Regions from separate parts of the Sus scrofa genome. Here all the other regions are linked to region 1. Evidence: chromatin contacts called from public HiChIP or PLAC-seq and promoter capture Hi-C data. All regions are on one chromosome and are shown on one strand. The core of a region is the stretch at or near the end of the contact, and the rest is flanking DNA. Distances in the headings are between cores, read along the strand shown.

What was found. Promoter capture Hi-C pulls out the DNA fragments that hold promoters and counts their contacts. HiChIP or PLAC-seq counts read pairs in DNA pulled down with a chosen protein or histone mark.
Region 2: a promoter capture Hi-C map of liver shows a contact between it and region 1, with 3 times the contacts expected there. The contact joins the promoter of YTHDF3 here to the promoter of RAB2A in region 1. A contact is called at or near these places in 1 of 5 promoter capture datasets (liver) and 1 of 2 datasets of contacts at active chromatin or transcription factors (alveolar macrophages).
Region 3: a contact with region 1 is called in an H3K27ac HiChIP or PLAC-seq map of alveolar macrophages. The contact joins the promoter of SDCBP here to the promoter of RAB2A in region 1. A contact is called at or near these places in 1 of 5 promoter capture datasets (liver) and 1 of 2 datasets of contacts at active chromatin or transcription factors (alveolar macrophages).

Annotation. Positions count from the first base shown.
Region 1 is chr4:72,879,732-72,884,374 of Sscrofa11.1, reverse strand. It overlaps RAB2A (ras-related protein Rab-2A), which reads left to right and starts at 2,192. Exons shown (of 8, transcript XM_001926704.6): 1 at 2,192-2,580. The coding sequence starts at 2,535.
Region 2 is chr4:70,926,861-70,931,503 of Sscrofa11.1, reverse strand. It overlaps YTHDF3 (YTH domain-containing family protein 3), which reads left to right and starts at 2,665. Exons shown (of 5, transcript XM_021089306.1): 1 at 2,665-3,045; 2 at 3,536-3,560. The coding sequence starts at 3,022.
Region 3 is chr4:74,326,191-74,330,833 of Sscrofa11.1, reverse strand. SDCBP (syndecan binding protein) reads left to right here and starts at 2,277. Exons shown (of 9, transcript NM_001244414.2): 1 at 2,277-2,336.

The DNA.
Region 1 (4,643 bases), core at 943-3,442:
GTTCTGTGTAAGAACAATATACACTTGACTCCTGTAGCCCTGATCTGCTTTACAGGTGCTTTCAATCTGGAGGTGGAAAGACTTAAAATTAAAGGACTTTAGATCTGGGACAGACCCTTCTGGTAACACTTAACTCCTTGGCTTTACATGAGTGCATCTCAGCTCTAAGAGGCCAAACATTTGTCACAATGATCCAATCAGTTTGTGGTAAGACCAAGGTCAAAAGCAGATTTCCTAAATTCTTTTCTTGGCACCGCATGGCCTCTGTAGCTCCATACATATCCATTTCTATGATTTTTTTTAACATGTGCAATTCTGACCTTTCTCTTCACAGTTTCTCATGTGTTCCCTGGGTAAAGTTCTGCGCGCATACTGACACAGCTACAGGGCCTCGCATGACCTGGCATCAGGGACGACCCCCACTGCTCACCTCTGCTAACAATATAGAAATAGATCTGATTGTAAGGATGCTAGGCTTTCACATAACATCCTCATAGAGATGCCTTGCTCAGGCTATGGGTAGAGGACATACCTCTGAGAATAATATGGAACTGAGTTTCTTCTGGAAGGTGGGGACTTTCTGGACATCTATCACTAGGAAAGACGTGAGGGAAAGCACTCGGAGAGGAGGGACAAAATGGCCTTTGGAACATTGGAGGTCTTGAGCAGGAACCTCTTCTCTCCCAAACTAAAGATGAGTGAGCCAGATGATACAATTCCAGGTAATTTCTCATGTCAAGCTTTCGTCTGCTATCTGAAAATCCCCTCCAAACACTTAAAAAAATAAAAACACAAAAGCCTGAGTTGACATTTGGAAACGCCATTCAAATTATGCAGCAACCAACCACTGCCAGACCAGCACAGAGGGGTCGGTAGAATGACAGATTCCAAAAGGGAAAGGAAAATATTGGGCAACAGGAATCTGAGCCACTAAATCCCAGTCCCTTCTGTCCTAGCACTGACTCTCCTTCCACTGCCAACAGCAGAGGCCATGGGTTAGCAGATGCACTTCCTTGTGCAATCTGAAATTCCCTTAACAGATCCAGGAACTTTGCACATGGTTCCTTGTGACTTGACTTCATTTCTCATCCCCTACTTTTTGTCCTTTTGACAAACACTTACTCATCCTTCATATTTCTGGTTCAGACATCCTATTCTCTTGGTAACCTATCCTGACACTTAAAACTAACTCTGTCCTCCACCTCATTCCCAAATCAGTGCTCCTTTTGAACAGGGTCTGCCTTTAGTTCTAGTGCCTAGCAGTGCAGGAAAGAGTACGTACTCAGTGTTATTGGAATGAACAAATAAGTTACTTTGTTTTTTCCCTTTTAAGGCATTTTTCAACAGATAATTCATAAATACTGCAAAAATTTCAAACTGCACTCAAAACATCAGTGGAAAGTAGATCTTTCCTCCAATTCCATACCCCCCCACCTTCCCGTGGTGCCAGTAGTATCCTTTCCGATTAAGTACATATGGGTATTTTAAGTGCAGCTCTTATTTTTCTACAAAACAGTAAAAAAATTATTTATATTGCTATAAAAAATGTTGCTTATAAATGTACAATATATATTCTGTCACTTATACATATTAGACAACTGTATATTGATAATACTTATAACATAAATAATGCATAAAACATAAATATATAAGTCCTATGCCTTGTTCTTAAGTCAGGCTTTTTCTAAAAAAACTAAGACAGCGTAGTATTCCACCACAGGGGCATACCATGGTTCACCGCACATTCCCCGATTTACGGTTTCAAATTTACAAATACTTCCATTTTCACTGTCAAAGTCCTGTCCAGCAGCGCATAAATACTTTCGCCCTCCAACCCCGCCCCGAGCGGCCGGATCCTTTCCTAACATCTCTCACCAGCCCGGGGCAGGCCCTGCGCCTAACGCGACAGCCCGCTTCCCACCACGTGCCCTGCGTCCCCACCGCAGGGCGGAAGAACGCGGCACCGCGCGCGCCGCAGCGACGGAGCCGCACGTCCCCTCCCCTCCCCCAGCGTCTCCCAGCCGCCGCGGTCTCCCGTTCAAAAGTGCCGGAGAACGACAAACGCCCGGCCTCGCCCGGCTCGGGGCGGACGGGGCGGTCGGGCGCGGCAAGCGCGGCCCTGGGCGGGGCTCCGGGGGGGCGGGGCTCCGGCCGGCGGGGCGGGGTGCGGCCGGCGTGCGGTGCTCCTCCCCTTTCCCCCGGCGGCGCCGGCGGCTGCAGCACTTCCGGGTCGGCGCGGAGGCGGGGCGGAGGCGCCGCGAAGGCTGTTATTGTTCGACTGAGCTGGGCCGGGCGCTGTCTCCCTGGTCTCCGTGGGTATCGGTTTGTCGCGCTTCAGCTCGGCCCCTCTCGCCTGTCGGTTCGTCCCGCTTCCTCTCGGCACCTCGCTCCCCACGGCTGACGGCGACGGCGGCGGCTGCGGCGGGCGGGGCCTGGCGTTTCAAGGCCGAGCGGCGCCGGGGTGAGGGGCGCGGAGGAGGAGGAGCAGTAGCAGGAGGAGGAGCCGTGTGCCCTGGCACCAAGCGGCCGCGGCCATGGCGTACGCCTATCTCTTCAAGTACATCATCATCGGCGACACAGGTGAGGCCCCGGGCGCATCCGGGCGGGTGGCGGCGGCCTCCGGGCCGGGGCTCAGGGGCAAACGACGTCTGGCCGCGGCGCGGGCGCCGACGCGGCCGGGCGCCTCCCCGCCGGCCGCGCAGCTCCATTTCCGCAGTGCTGGAGCTGGTGACGTGGGCACTGCGAGCGGCCGCGGCCTGGCCGGGCCTGGCCCGCAGACCCCCAGCCCGGCCGGCCCTGCGCACCTGGGGACCGCAGCAGCCGTTTCGACGCGCGGCCTACGGAGTGTATGACAGGAGGGCCGACCTAGTCCGGGGCCGCCAGAGCCTGACTCAGATGATTACACTCCCTGGCCAAGGCCCCTCACCTTGGGCCTCTCCGCCGCCTTCGAGAAAGGGAAAGGGGGCAGAGGAGAGCAGAAGGTGATGATGGGAGGAGGGTCTTGGGTTTCCTGACCCGTCCCACCTTCCACCACGCATTTGCCCAGGCCTGGGCAATGCGCTCCCTGGTATGGGAAAGCCAGCTGAGAGAGAGACGGGAGCCTTAAAAAACAATTATATATATATGTATGTATGTGTGTATTCTTATTCCTATCAACGCGTAAATCAGGATAAGTCACATTCCATTACTTGACACCTGGGGGATCCCTTTCGAGGTCATTAAAGCGTGAAAGAGTTCTGTCGACTTTTGCCGTGTGTGAACTAGGATTATTTGATAGTAATGCAAGGTCGTTCATTGCCCTGGGTGTTTGCTAATGAGCGTGTGTCGGTGTATCTGCTGGGGACACAGATTTTTTTTCTGATACCTCAGATCCAGGCTCACAACTGCCAGTGTTCAGGTGACCTGATGTCCATTTAAAGCAGAAAGAATTCAGTTATTCTCACTTAAAATAACATCCCAATGCATTTCACGATAAAGTAATAAAAATCATTGAAAATATATTTTTAATATCTGTGATTTCTGGCATTGCTTTTCATCTAATAATAAAACTAAGACTTGTTCAGGTATTATAACTATTAATATACCAGGGTCTGATTTCAGTGATGACTCTTGCACAACTTTGGAACCTTTGCACAACTTTGGAAATGTAAGCAGCAGCCTGTGGTTGCACTAGTGATAGGGCAGATTGAATAAGTAACACAAGAATCATTCTTCCTAAAAGGAAAGCTTTTATGCTGTAAATATAGTTTTTCAGCAAGGTTTTTTGGTGTGTGTGTGTGTGTGTGTGTGGAAACAGGATGGTTTTCTGCGTAAAGTCCTGTGTTTTGCACATGTTCAGTAGCAAATTTATATACTTGTAAAAATGCTGAGCCTACTTGAAGAAGGACCAGGCGTTCTAAAGCCCACTGGCTAATTTTGATTTAGTCTGTAAAATTAAGATTGGAAGAGGGAATTCACCTTAACTACAATGTGAATGGGTTCAAGAAGTAGAGAGAAGAGCGATTATGGAAATTTAGCAATAGTGACAATTCAAATTAGGCTTCGCAGGTTGCCTTCTTTCAACTTTCTTACTGAGCATCAACTGTACGTAAAGTATTCGGCTGGAAGTAGTGGGACTACAAATATGAACAGGTTGGTGCTCTGTTCTTTTGGAATTTGCCCAGTGCAAAAACAATCCCCTGGTAGTTCAAAGGGAAGACATTCCTTTCCTGCCATTTCTGCTGTTACCACCTAGTGTGGGCACTGAGCCTTTGACATTAGCCTGTCTGCAGTGTTACCTTCTCCCAACTCGAGTTCAGCTGACAGAGTTGACTGTCAGAGTAATCTTCCCAAAACATGGCTGTTAGGAGGCTATTCTTCTCTTCACATTCTTTAGTTCAGCCTTCAGGGAACTCTGCATTTCAGCACCCGCCTTTAACTTTTCTAGCCTTCTTTCCCAGTCTCCACTATTCCCCATCTTCCTCCTGCCAGCAAGGCCCAGGGCTTCTTCCCTGGCCTCCTGTTGCTCCCTCTGCTCAGAATGCCTTGTCTGTCGAAATTCTCTCTGTCCTTCAGTATTCTAATTCGCGTCTTCCATAATGCTTTCAGTCAACATTTATTAAGTTCTTTTGATATGTCAGGCTTTCCTGGGATCCGGGCTAGAA
Region 2 (4,643 bases), core at 1,416-3,915, 2.0 Mb after region 1:
AACTATTACTTTTTATTTCTTACTATCCATTGTCACCTTCTTCCTTTCTGATTTTTTACTGAGCACGTGGCAAACCACAATCTATCTACCAAGTCTCCTTCCACTGGATATTTTCATAAGACTGTTTCCTAGTTACTAGGAGGTGGGCACAAGTGGGAAATACAGTTTCTCCAAAATGTCCTTAAACAGGAGACATGTGCCTTTATTCACCTTGCTTTCGGTTGGTAGGGATGTGATTGTGTTGGTCGGAAGTTGACAGTCATCTTGGACCACAAATAGAAGTGTTATCAGGATGGTGGTGAAACAGAAGCCCAACACTTGGTGCTGTGACAGGAGTCCAAGCCCTGGACTGATGACCTCCAGACCTCTTTTGTATGAGAAAAAAGCAGACCTCTATGTTAAGTTGCCATTAACTTGGACTTGCTGTCACCTGCAGTTGAACTTTATTTGAATGGACACAAGGAGTGATGCAGGGCTTGTATCATTCATTACGGAGTGGAATTTCACTGAATACAGAAACCAAGGTGGCTGAGGGGTGAAAGAGGGCTGAAATCCAGCCTGCCCTCTCCTTTCCAAGCCTTGAACAGAACTGTGTTCACCAGGAGGCCAAGATGCCTGGAGCCCTGTAACAAGAGTGAAATATTGCCTAGAATCTAGACTCTGTAGCAGCAGGTTCTAAAATGTCACCTGCACACTTCTGGAGGCAGTGGAGATGATGTGAAATAGTTCCCAGATGTACCTTTAAAAATATTTAATATTAAATGGGTTTACATCTCAAGGTAGTTAGTGCTCCATTCTGCAAGTTCAGATCTCAATGGTAGGAAGGATAACATGGAAGGAGTTTGCTGGGAGGCAGGTATGAAAGAACTAAAACTCACCAGACTATCATGTCATTAGGTACATGGCTATAGTACAAGCTCTGGAGCCAACCTGCCTGTGTTCAAAACCTGACTGTCAGGAATTGGTTGTGTTGTTTTGGGCACTTTTCTTAACTTCACTGTCAGTTTTGGTAACAGCACTTAACACAGTATCATGCTCTGAGGATTTTAATGATTTTTACAGTACCTGACATATGATGACTAAATGTAGGCTTCTACTACCATTCTGGAAATCATTCAGCAAAGGAACCAGAAATTGGCTTTGTATGGCCACTTCTGTTGAAAGCTTACACTTTGCCAGGAATTGTACATATATGATCTTACTTTAGTCATGAGAAAACTAAGGCTTAAAAAGGTTCAGTGACTTCCCAAAGTTACACAACTACTGCAGCAAATTAGATTGGATTGGATTCCAGAGCCATGCTTTTTAACTAAGATAATTGAGTACCAAAGACAAGACCTGTAAGATTTCATAAGAGTCTTCCTCTATGCCCCCAATCTTCCTACTCATACATGTATTATAGCAGCCAACTCTCAAACTAAAAAGATCTGGGAGTTCCCGTGTGGCATAAAGGGATTAGCATCATCTTGGGAGGGCTGGGACGTAGGTTTGAATCCTGGCCCAGCCCAGTGGGCTAAGGGTCTGGCACTGCCACAGCTGTGGTCAAAACTGTGGCTGAGACCTGATCCCTGGCCTAGGAACTCCATATGTCACAAGGGGGCCAAAGAGGAAAAAAAAGGTCTGTTCCGAGTGGAGGATGGGCAGACGAAAGAGATCAAGTGCAACAGCTGAAGGGGGGTGGGGGAGTTCTGGGAAATTGCAAAAGCTGTCAGCCTTAGCTAAGACTCAGGCAGAGGCCCTGGGATGTGTGGCAAAATGGGAGAGCCTGGGAAAATGAGCAGGCCTGAAAAAGAAATGCCTCTTGAAACAGTGGACACGATTCACTTTTATTATTCAGTGCTGCTAAAATACTGTTGCATTGTTAAATACAAAATCCTATAACTTAGCAATTTTACACTTTCTGATGTCACTTCAACAAAAAGTTCAAAATGTTCCAAATCGGTTCCTTCAGTTTTGCCAGTTGCAGAAAAATAACTTTCCCGTTTCTACTTAAATTTTAAACGTCTCTCCTTTCTAGGACTGAAAAACGGCCTGCAACTTTGCTTACCTTTCCAAAGGTAACTTTATTCTTTCATTAAAGTCAGCATCAGGGGAGGACCAAGTCTGACTTCGAGGTTACCGATGAATTGTCAGTTATCCCCTCTCCTGCTCCTGGAGTATGGAGAGAACGAACACTTGCCGGCGAACCTCCAAGGTGCTTTTAAGTGTCGATGCCCAGGGCTCTAACCCTAGCCACTTTCGCTGCCCAGGTAGGCTAGCGGTCCGCCCGGCAGCTGTCCCTAGGGCGGCTGACTCATGCCGCCGCCCACGCGGCTTTGGGAGGCCTCGGGAGGCTGCGGTGCAGGCCCGGCCACTTATGTTCGCTCACCTGGGCGGCTGCGCCTGAGGCTGCAGCGTTTTGAGCGGCCAACGTTGACTCCGCCGCCGGCTCGACAGCCCAGGCCCACGTCCTACTTCAAAAGGACGGACTCCGGAGCGTGCCCGGGTGCCCGAGGCCGCCGGTCGACGGGGCGCCTGCAGCCTGCGAGCCGTGCAGAAGAAAGGTCCGGCAGAACCGCTGGAGGTGGGCGCTCTCCGCTGCCCCGACGCGCTCCCTCCGCGGCGCTTGCACACCAGCGCGCGGGGCCGGCGCCAATGACGTGGCGATGGGGAGGCGGAGCCAAGGTTGGTGGCGGGAGGGTGGGGGAGGAAGAGCGAGGTGAGCGCGGACGTCAGAGTGGAGAGCGGAAGGTCAGGGAGGCTCGGAGCGGAAGTGAGACTAGGGAGCCTGTCCGCCATTGTGGACCCGAGAAGCGGAGAGCGAGGGGGAAGAGGAGCGTGCAGGCGGAAGAGACGGGCCCCTTCCACCGACTCCCGAGCGCGAGGCCCTCTTTCTGGCTTCTCAGCGAGCGCCAGCGGCGGCGGCGGCTGGAAGGGTCACTCGGCCGAGGGCGGCAGCCAACTGCTGTGAGTGCACGGGGAGAGGCCCAGGCGGCGGCGGCGGCGGCGGTAGCAGCAGCAGCTCTCGGGTTGCGGTGAAGAATGTCAGCCACTAGCGTGGATCAGGTGAGGGAGCAGAGGCCGCAGGCTCGGCGAAGGCCCGAGCCCCGGAGCTCCACCCTCGCGTGGGGCTTCGGCTCCTCCCCGTCGCCGCCGCTGCCGGCCCCTAACGGTGCCCGGGCGCAAGTTGCTGCGGTCCCGCCGCCCGGGCCGGGGCGTGCGCCCTGGCCCCGGAGCCTGCGGCCCAGGCGGGCGGCCGCGGGGCCGCGCTGGGTGGGGGCAGAACCGCTTTCCGGGGCCTTAGGACGCGTCCTGAGGGCGGCAGACGCGGGGCTGAGACCAGGCGAGCTCTGGGAGACGGATTCTGAGAGGCGGGTAGGAGGTTTAACGACCGGGATGGTTGGGAAATGGGTGGCTATGGAGGATGTGGTGGGTTTTACTCCTACGCGGATTGTTTAAAATAACTGACTCTGATAACGTCTTTGATTAACACATTTTCCCTCTCTTCCTTTTTTCCCCCCCTTCTCATTACCACACCTTTCATCTTGCTACACAGAGACCTAAAGGGCAAGGAAATAAAGGTGAGTTCAGATATATTTTATCTTATTTCTCATCGTTGGTTTAATGGTACTTTTAAACTACGTGAAGGGCTTTTTGTTTGTTTTTGCTCCTTCCCCTCTTCCTCCCCAACGTAGGCTAAGGCAGCCAAATGCTCTCCGAAAGTTTGGTAGCTCCTTTCTTGGAAGCCACTTTTATAGAAACCAGAGTGATACCAGAAACAGTTTTATTAGTTGTATTTCACTTAAGAAAGTATTGTTATGCATGTAGTGGTATTTCTTCATTTTTACAGTTTGTATTATGTAACTTCTGCCAAAATTCTGCAAATGTTTGTAGATCAGTGGACATTTTCTTCAACACATCTGGGTTACACTGTAACATGCAGCCCGCATACTAGACTATGTGGCATTAGTGAAAAATTGTACTGTTAATCGCTGGTTCTATTGAAGTCAGTCACATTGAGGCAGTAACCAGTTAGAGATTAAAATTGAAGAGGCATGTTATCTTGCCCTGTAGACCTGCAAGGTTTGACCAGTCAATACGGTATTTTAGAAAGGACTGGGAAGGAAATAATTTGTGAGGTCCCTGCCAGGATTCTATGATTTACTCTTTATTTAGAAGACAAGTACTATTGAAAGTCAAGCATTTAAAAAAAAAATGAGTATTTTGTACTTATTAGTATGGAACAATACAGTCAGCTGACTGGAACTGACATTAATCATGTGACATTAGTAAGTATAGAACAGTAACTGTTTTCTTGGAACAGTGCCAATTAACGAACATTACAGTGAATTATATATTGATTACATTTTGTATTAGGGCTAGAAATTAGACTAAATAGGATTATGCTTCCTGTTTTTTATTTCTGTAGCACAATATTATCTACAAAATGGGACTTACAGTAGTTTTTTAGATAAAGTTCAATGTCTTTATTGGTGTTCTTTATATTCTTAGGGGTTTTATTAGCTTTTGCAAGTTTGAAAGGAATGAGTTCTGTATACACAGCTCAGTTAATTTTCTTTGAGTTGTACAATCTTGAGAATTTTTACATGCTAGATAGATGGCACTGTATTAGGTAACAAATTCATTGCTTTGGTTAAAGATGT
Region 3 (4,643 bases), core at 1,028-3,527, 1.4 Mb before region 1:
CTAGGTTATCTTCCAGAAGTTTTATCGGTTTGAGTGCTAAGTTTAGGTCTATGACCTATTTCAAATTAATTTTTGTGAAAAGTGTAAGGTCTTGTCTAGATTTTTTTTTTCTTGTGAATACGGAGGTCCAGTTGTCCTAGTACCATTAGAAAAAACTATCCATTGGGAGTTCCCATTGTGGCTCAGTGGGTTAAGACTAGTATCCATGAGGATGAGGGTTCAATCCCTGGCATCACTCAGTCAGTTAAGGATCCAGCGTTGCTATAAGCTTTGGTATAGGTCGAAGATGTGTCTGGGATCCTACATAGCTGTGGCTGGCAGCTGCAGGTCTGCTTCAGCCCCTAGCCTGGGAACTTCCAAATGCCACAGGCGTGGCCCTTAAAAAAAAAAAAAAAAAAAAAAAAAAGACTACCCATTAAATGCCTTTGCTCTTTAGTCAGAGATCTGTTGAATATATTTGTGCATGTCTATTTCTGGGCTCTGTATCCTGTTCCATTGATTTATTTTTCTAGTCTTTTGCCAATCCCACATTGTCTGATTTCTCTAGCTTTATAGTAGGTTTTGATGCTGGGCAGAGTCAGGCCCATGACTTTGTTCCCCTTCTTCCATTTTGTGTTGGCTCTCTGAGCCTTTTGTATTCTGTAAAAACTTTTTAGTCAGTTTGTTAGGATTCAAAAATAATTTGCTGGGATTTCGACTGAGATTGTGCCAAATGTATCAAATTGGGAAAAACTGATATAAGACAATAATGTGTCTTCCTATCCAAGAACATGGGCTATCATTACATTTATTAGTATAATACTATGGTTTCTTTCATTAGAATGTTTATACTTATCCTCACATAGATTTTGTGCATTTTTTGTCAGTTATACCTAATTATTTTATTCCATTTTTTGGTGCCAGTATGAGTGATATTGTGCCTTTAATTTCAAATTCTAATTGTTTACTACTGTTATATAAGAAAACAATTGGCTCATATGTTAAACTTGAATTCTGCTACCTTGCTATAACCACTTTTTTTTTTTTTGGCCAATTCTTTGGGACTTTCTATATAACCCATGCCACCTGTGAACAAAACTAGTTTTATTTCTTCCTTCCCAATCCAATTAAATATCTATTTTATCACCTAGACCTCAGACTCTGAGGGCACAGTCTACATATTACATACTTGTCACCTCTTTTATGCTCAGACTTTTACTAGTTTTGCCCCAGATTAGGTTATTGTGTACTAAATAATTTAGCTAGAAATAAAATGCTTCTAAGGTAATAAATGCTATTTTGTCAAGTGCTCTGTTACTCCATGGTAAGTATGGAAAATTTAGGTAAAGTGTGCCTCAGTGTCTTCACAAGCTAAAGATGTTGCCTCAGTGTTCTGTTTTGCCTCAGCTGGTTAAGGACCCAGCCTTGTCTCTGAGGATGCAGGTTTGATCCCTGGCCTCGCTCAGTGGGTTAAGGATCCAGCAGTTGCTGCAAGCTGTAGGTCACAGGTGAGCCTTGAAACCGGTGTTGCCCTGGTTGTGGTGCAGGCCTGCAGCTGCAGCTGTGATCCTACCTCTGGCCTGGGGAAGTTCACAAGCCAGTACCTGCAGTTGTTAAAAAAAAAAAAAAACCAAACAAACCAAACACAGCAAGAATATCTCAGATAGACGTAAGGATCAAATAAGACTACTGTATACATCAAGTTCTTAGGACATCTTCTGGAACATAGCCCTTAAGAAACAGTTTTTCACTTTTTGTGTTAGGACACAGCTATTGTGCACTACCTCACATAACCCTCAACAACCCGTGAACTTTAGCTCAGACGGGCAGAGGGTAAAAAAAGTCAAACAAGTTGTAACACAAAGAGGGCAGGGGTTGGGAAGGGTTAGAGAGAGGAAGGCTTCAGAGCCTGTAGGTAGAGCGGTCAACCGAGAGGGTGGTGATGAATATGACCACGGTGGTAGAAGTCCAAGGCTGGCCAAGAAATCGCCAAAGGCTAGGGTTTCGGGGCTCCCTGTGTTCGAGGTGATGGGAACCATCATGAATGAGGCAGACGAAGAGTGGCGTCGCTGGTCACGAAGTGCCCAGAGAGGGGAGCAGGTTGGCTGGGGGAAGGGGGGGCTCTACATCCCCAATCTCTGCAATAGTGGGGGCCGCTGAGCCGCCCGCGCCCTGTTACCCTGGCGACGGGGTCACCTGACAGAGCGTTGCGCGCCTGCGCAAGCGGAAGGGGGGAGCGGCGCGGTGACGCGCCTCACAGGCGGTCCTCGGGCGCGCGCCGCCTTCCTCGCTCCGGGTCTCGGAAGTCCGAGTCAGTGACCGGAGGCGGCGGCGGCGATCAGGTACCTACGGCCGGGGTGAGCACCAGGGGGAAAGAGGGGCGCACCCTCGGCGTCCCGGGCTCGGGGACGGAACCGGAGGGGCAGAGTCCCCGGGCCGCTTAGTGGAGGGGCGTCTCGGCGCAGCTACTCGCGTCGACGGCGACGCCCTGTCGTCGGTGGTCTCCGCGCCCCTCCCGGCGCCCGCGGCCCGGGGCGAAAGTTTGCGCGAGCGGCTCCCTTGGCTGCCGGCGACCCTGCGGACTGGGGGCCGGGGCCAGGACGGAGCCCGTGGTCGGCCCGCAGCCCCCCACCCGCGGCCGCCTCGACTCTTTTTGTTCCTCCCGGAGGCGGCCCGGGCGGTGAGGGGACAGCGGCGGCTCCGGTCTCCGGGTCGTCCGGGCGCCGCGTCCCCGGGCTCTTTCTCGGCGACCTCACCGCAGCGTCCTGTCTGGCGGGAGGTAGGAGGCGTCCTCTTGGGGTGAAGCCTTGACTTTGTGTGGGGGGGGGGTGGGGGTGGGGAGGCTGCTCGGGGCCGGGTTTCTGGACAAGCTGGAGGAAGGAGCCGCGGTTCCCGCTCCGCGGCTGCGAAGGAAACGTCCCTTGAGGGCTCGTGACTCAAAGCTTTCGTTTCAGGATTTCCTTGTAATGATGTGAGAGCAGAGCCCAAAGGATATGGAAAGTTTGCCTTTATCACCAAAATGGATTGAGTCATGGAGCCTTATAATGTGCCAACTTCTAAAAAGAAGTGTCTAGCTTTATCTAGTCTGTATGTAGTGTCTGCATAACTTGTGTACTGTTGTTTTTTCCACCATACACAGCTCTTAGTATATGTAGTTCACCAAACTCATAACACCCAGTTGTTTCAAAGGAAATAATTGGTTAAAAAAAGGAAATTATGTGGTAAAACAATCGCAGGCTGGTAATTTCTATCTCAACTATATATGTGATTACTTTAAAATTTGTCCATTCTGTAATTTTTAAAAATCTGAGGTTGAGGACAAACAGTAAGAATGTTTTGTTTTTCCCATTTTCCCTGTGGCCACCGTACTTTATAAACTTTAAATGGCGAGTAAATATTACGGATCATGTGGTTTTTGCTGCGAAATAAAAATAAGGAAATGCCTTTTAATAGGTTCAGGAAATAGTCATTCCGTTACAGTCTCTATTTAACTTTGGCAACAGTAATTTTTGCGATTGGGCGGTAGAAGAAGAATGTAAAAATCATGAGGAAGAACTTACCTGTGGTTGGCAATAAACCTGCTGTTGAAGAGAATAGTTCCTAAATGAACATGACTCACCTGTTGTTTTTCCTGTTTCTGCTGGATTTAGGTTCTTTCTTTTTTAGGTAGTAAATGCCAAGAGTTTCGTAAAAGATAGATTCTCCCAAACAACACCTGTTAACATTTAGTAATAGTTATCTTCGCATTTATTAATTTCTTTGCAAATGCCACCAACATTTTTTTGTCCATTTATTTAGTTTCCGAAGAGGTAACCAGTTAAATGGCTCAACATTGAATCAAAGAGTGGTATAAAGTGTCTCCCCCCAGCCCCTGTCAAGCACTGCTGTTCTTGATATCTTTATGATTTTGACTACTAAGGATCTCATAAGTGGAATCAGTTTTTGTCTTTTATGTGAGTGGCTTATTTCACTTAGCATAATGTCCTCAAGTTCACCCATGTAGTTGTGTGTTGCAGAATTTCCTTCCGTTTTAAGGCAACAAAATTACATTTCCGTGTGTGTGTATTCCACATTTTGCTTATCCATTCGTTTGTTGGTGGAAATTTGGGTTGCCTCCACGTTTGAGTTATCTCTGTGAATAATGCTGCTCTGAACACAGATATAAAAATCTCTCTTCAGATGCAGATTTCAGTTTTGGGGGGAGTATACCCAGAAATGGAATTGCTAGATATATATATAGAATTCTATTTTCAATTTTTTAGGGGAACTGCCACACTTTTTTTTTTATGGCCCCTGTGCCATTTTGTATTTCCACCAACAGTGAATAAGGGTTCAGATTTTTCCACGTGTCACCAACACTTTTTTTTGATAGTTGTCACTCTCGTGGGTGTGAGAGTTGGTATCTCATGGTTTTGATTGGCATTTCCATAATGATTAGTGATTTGAGCATCTTTTCGTGTGCTTGTTGGCTGTTCTATATTCTTTGGAGAAATGTCAAGTTAGGATCTTTGCTGATTTTATGTTTTTAATTTTTATTTTTTGTTTTAGGAGTTCTCTAAATGTTCTGGGTATTAATCTCTTACATCTGATTTGCAAATTTTTTTTCCCCATTCCATGGATTGTCTTTTTACTCTATTAGTATTTTTTTGTTTGTTTGTTTAAGG